Regions from separate parts of the Oryctolagus cuniculus genome. Here region 2 is linked to region 1. A link is a contact called in public Hi-C data. All regions are on one chromosome and are shown on one strand. Each heading gives the region's core, a stretch centred on a gene start, on an enhancer-like site or on the middle of the called end of the contact. The rest is flanking DNA. Distances are from core to core; before and after follow the strand shown.

Region 1 (2,700 bases), core at 77-2,576:
CACTCCAAAACAAAAATAAACAATAACAACAACAAACATTATGAGCTTTTACTTTTGGTGGTGGTAAGATATATTCCTGCTGTTTTCCTGGATCACTTTTAAATGGTATTCCTGCATCCAGTCCATGGGGAAACACGAATGTGAGTGTAGTACCAGTTCTCTGAAAGCCTCATCTTAGAAATGTTTTGTGACAGTACAAATGCTTAGGATCTTAGTAAACAAATCAGATCATAAAGTAAGTACTTTTGATTGTAACTCACCTGTATTCCAAAGGAGACAAAGTTTTTCCTAGTGTTTTAGGTGACCCACAGATGTCTAATCTATAACATTCTTCCACAGAAGTCTTCTGTTTGACTTTTTTTTTTTTTTCAAATAGTATATGTGTCTTGAAATTAGTGTCATACTTTTGTAATGCTTTCAGTATTATAAATATATTTTTACAATACTTTCAGTATTATACTTTCATATTTCATAATCACACTTATTATTTGTTAAAATTTTTTATCCTTTTGAAATACATATGCCAAAGCTTGTGTTGTATTTGTCCGCTGTTCTTCACATATGTCCTTTGAGTAAGACAGTTACTATTGGATTCCCAAAAGCAAAACTGTAGAGGACCATTTCTGTCCCTCCCAAACCCTTATTTCCTGATTTAGTTACCATACTTTGTTACCAAAACATGCCATACTTGATCAGCTCTGAAGAGTAACTTGACCTTTGTGAAAGAGAGATTGTAGTTGAGTTTTTAAAATTATGAAACATATTCAACAATCAAATACTGATTAATATAATATCCTGCCACCCTGAAGATACTGCACAAACAAAATCCATATTCATTTTAGAAATATCTTTTAGACATATTTACATTTAGTTACCTAAATTCTGTGATGTTCATTTTAAATATCACATAATTTTGAGTTACCAGGAAATTAGTTGTTACAGTAACTATAGAGGTGAGAACATTTATCATTAATTTGATTTTATATAATATAGCAAATACCAAAAATTTTTTTCTTCTTTAACTTTCTTTTAAAATTCACCATAAGGTGAATTTAAATTTAAATTTAATTTAAATGTTTTGTGATTTACTAGGAAGTCAGTTTTATTATGCTTTAATCAAAGAAGAGTTAACCTCTGTTTGCAAAAAAGAAGAATAAAACTTTGTGACAACTGCTTTTTTTTTCTAGTTGATGTAGAAGGCGTTAATGTAGTAGGCATTAACTTTGTGAGGTAATTCAATCCATTCAAACAGGAGACTCTTTGTTCTGTCTTTACTAAATGGAAAGGAATGCCTTGTGCTTGCCTCTGCACACGCATGTGTCACTCAGTCTGCACAGATGTGTGTGGTAAAGGCATTCACATATGTCCCCAGCCGCACAGCTCGTGCCATCCTACCATACAGCTCAAAGGTCTTTATTTCAGTTCATTTAACATTTGCTCATTAGTGGCTTTATTCAGAGTTTGCCTTTGGAGTTCATTTATTTAGGGGGTAGAAAAAGTCATCTACAACTCCACCTCTTAAATTCTTCATAGTTCTGAATTTTCCTTATCTACAAAGTCTCTTTACTCTAGTAGTTCGTGTTTTTAATATATATATATATATGTATCCATTCAGCAGCTTTGATTAAGTCTTAATTGCTTTTTTTATATCACCTAAATTTCTTTTCAAATAATTTTTAGACTTTATCAGTCTCTTCTTAAATTTCTTGAAAGGGATTATTTTTATTCACTTTCCTCACCTCTTTTTATATGACTTTAGTCATGTCAAGAATTTTTAGGAAAAAAATTCCATTATTTTTAAATAATCTTTATTTTTACATGGTGATTCTAATATAATTTTTAATTATATATATCCTTAAGAATTATTTTGTTGAGTTTGCCACAATTGTGAAAGACACCAAATACAAAAAAAAAAAGCTAAGTATGCTCCTTAGACATTATAAAGAATAAATCTACCTGTTTTATGATCTGACTTTCTTTATTTCAATAACTATGCCAGTCACCTAGTGATATGCCTCCATTTTCCTAGCAGTAAAATTAGATGATCCAGTTTTTGTGAAATGTTGAGATCCTGGAATGATAAGTGATATGTTTGCCATATCAATAATATTTTTAAGTAATACATGTAGAACAATAACTGATTCCTCTGAATTTGTGTATATTTTTTCTTTGTTAATAAATATATGGTTGAGGATCTAATTATTTATAAATTCCAATGTTTATGTAGTAAGTGGAAATATTCCTTAAAAAAGTGTTCATAATAATTAAAATCTGGTATGTACCAAGCACTGTTCTGAGCTCTATTTACTGATTGATTGATCACAACAACTTTATAAGAGGACCCCTGCTATTAACCCTATTTTGCAAATGAGTGGGCTAAGGCTCCAGATGTACCCCCAACAAGTATGAGAGCCCGAATTTGAGCCAGTCATTCTGATTCCAGAACCTAAGAGCTCATTTAACCACTTGAATGCATTTTGACCTATTCAGATGTCATATTTCTTTAGAGGTTACTCTGTAACTGAAATAGTTAAAAATGAAATTATAAAATATCTGGGATTTGCTTGAAAATATTCAAGTAGAGGCAGAAGTGAAACAAAATATGATACCAGAAACTACTGAATCTGAGTGATAGATATGTGGGATTCATTATGCTGCTCTCTTCCATGTTTTTGAGTAACATTTTCACAATAATGAATC
Region 2 (2,700 bases), core at 30-2,529, 130 kb after region 1:
GAACTTTTAAAAATCCAGGAAAATTGAATTAAAATGTAACACATATTTTTTCTTTGAACTTTTTGAAGACCCCTTGTGTTAGAGTAGGTACTTGCTGCTGTAACACACAATCCCAACTCTCAGTAACTCAGTAATTGAGTGAGACACTCAATTATCCCTCACACAAAGCTGTATGTGATCATTTCTAGATCCACAATGCTGTTGGGTGAGCTTCAAGCTCAGGAACATGTACTGCTCCCATACCATGGTTCTGCTGAACGGCACAACCTGGGACTCCTCCTGCAGATCTTCTGCACTGAACTGGCCAACAGATGAAAAGAGGATGCAGAGCATTGCTCAGGGGGTTCTAGGAGTAGCCTGCAGTGGTAGGCATCACTTCAGCCCACATCCAGTGGCCCCCAAATGGAAACAAGGAGAAATGAGGTAGAAAATGTAGAAAATGCAATATTCTAGAAAACACATGACATCACTCTGCTCATCTACTTGACAGAATTGCTGTCTTTAAAGGGACAACAAATGAAGGCACTTGACAGGGTCCTGGCTCAGGGTAGATGACAAAATACTAATAAGGCTTCTTTTGTCTTCGGTGGTGGTTTGATCCTGACAGTTTCTAAAATGATCTCTGTATAAAAATGAGCCTCAGATCTTATTTATTTTTAACACTCACTGATGATACTTTTTAGGCACATGAATAAAAATGGAGTCAGTTATGTCAAACCCTAAAGAAAACCCAAGTAAATAAATCTGGGAGATTGTGAAAAGTGGATATCGTGTACATATGCCTGATAACAAAAGCTATCACAAAAGGTTTAGCCTTGCATAAAAGCCACCACAACCTTACACAACAAAATATTTCTGCAAGGACATCTGCCCAGAAACTGTTCAGCCTTAGTCTGACTCCACCCTTGTTATTGATCCTTGTAGCCAAGGATTATGTTTTTAAAACAACCTATGTAATCGTCCTCATTTTGCTTTTGAAAACTTCCCTTTGCCTCAATCTTCTTGAATATGCCTATACTGCACTATGTCATGCATATTCCCATCGCCAGGCTACTCCAAAACACACTCCTTACCTTTACAGAACCGCTCTGCATGTTTTTGAGGTTGATAGGCTCCATCTAGCCAGTTATCAGAGGCTCAGGGTTGCCCTGATTTGCCAGAAGATTTTGAAATTTCTGCACTAAGTACGATGACACATGTCTCCCCCACCCTCCCACCACCACCATCCACACCCTTCTGCCCACAAGTATACTGTCTGTCCTGTTCTAGGAGAGGGCAGATTCACAACGACTGGATTTCTCAACTTCCTCAGTGCAGATTAAAGAGGCTTAAGGAGTCTGCCTGGGGAGGGGAAGCCATGATCGGGAGCTTCTCTGAGAAGCTGACTCAGGATGAAGTCAGCTGTTCAGACAGGCTTCTCAGGCAGGTGGGATGAGACACCTGGGAGGGAACAGGCAGACACTCAGACTCTCTTCAAGGTACTAGAAAGGATTCCAAGAGTGAGGATGGTTGATTACAGTGATTACACACATAAGCAGCACAAAAAGAAAACAGTGAAGCCAAGCATGATGATTCTAAGGGGACTCCCATCCCCACCTCGGCTCTGTGGTTAGTCATTTCTAGATGTTTTCCTCTTGCTGGTGGACTTCTCTGTGAGATCCACGGGTTACTGGCTTTGACATCCATTGATGCCCTAATACTCACTCATCCTGATTTGGAAGATGTTGTTGCTAACATTGCTTCTCAGGGTAGCACCAGACACCAGTTGCTGAGTGATGACTGAAAAATCCCTCTAGTAGGAAGCTTCCTTCTCCCACCCTAATATGAAGGCCCCCCATCCCCAGATCCCAGGACTTCCCAGTGGGCTGCACCCCTCAACTTCCTGATCCCTTCTTCACATCTGTTTCCCACTTCTTAGTCCCTCTCGCAAGACAAATCCTTCTCTGGAATTTCCATTCTCACCTTATCTCTTACAGTTTGGAGGGTGAGAAGGCCCGGATGATCTGAAGCCAAAGAAATGAGACAGAACATGAAGGCTGTAATCACAGCAATCCAGGAAGAGAGAGAACTCATCTCTCCTGGAGGCTCCACCCTTTATACTTCCCCAGAAAAGCCACAAAATGGAAGTGTGTGCACGCACACACACATACATTCAAATACAATCCAGAAAAATTGTCAAGGACTCTAATACAGATGGTGGGATGGGCCTCTGGTCTCTCACCCAGTTTCGGGTACCATCTCACTTTGACTCTCTTTGATGGCCACAGCAACTGGCTATGGTTTCTAGCCCAAGACCAGTTGTGTGAAGAGCCAAATTTTCATAACCATGTGATAGGTTCTCATCACCAGGCCTTTGAACTCTCTCACTAATTTCTTTTCTCCTTTTTCCCATATCAGCCCTCTCTCCTCTTAAGACTCATTCTTGTATTTCATTTTAAAATAAATTTCTCTTTCCCACTTCTTTATGTTGACTAGTCGTCACTATGGCAACATTCTCCATTCCAAATCTCTTCTTAGAAATGGATCCACTTGCAGGGGCTTGTACCATTCATCCACTATTAGTCAATGTGTTGATGAGCTCAACTTCCCCTCATGATCAACAGCTAGTAGTTCTTCAATTTGTTTCTTTGTAGCTAGAACAACTGTGTGACCACTGAGTTTTGGGTAGGGCAAAGAATTCCTTCCATAAATGAAGAAAAT

What was found. A called contact is a pair of places that touch in the nucleus more often than the background predicts.
Region 2: a Hi-C map of embryonic fibroblasts shows a contact between it and region 1, with 2.4 times the contacts expected there. The contact joins two enhancer-like sites. A contact is called at or near these places in 4 of 6 Hi-C or Micro-C datasets (embryonic fibroblasts, psoas muscle, skin fibroblasts and 1 more).

The regions. Positions count from the first base shown.
Region 1 is chr13:79,299,310-79,302,009 of mOryCun1.1, forward strand. The region is part of intron 3 of NET1 (neuroepithelial cell transforming 1); the gene reads left to right. Among named protein-coding and RNA genes, the nearest start is that of NET1, 49 kb to the left of the region's middle. Within about 2 kb of position 1,327, at least 2 of the 8 cell types and tissues checked have an H3K27ac peak or open chromatin away from gene starts, as enhancers often do.
Region 2 is chr13:79,425,017-79,427,716 of mOryCun1.1, forward strand. No RefSeq gene overlaps it. Among named protein-coding and RNA genes, the nearest start is that of ASB13, 130 kb to the right of the region's middle. Within about 2 kb of position 1,280, at least 2 of the 8 cell types and tissues checked have an H3K27ac peak or open chromatin away from gene starts, as enhancers often do.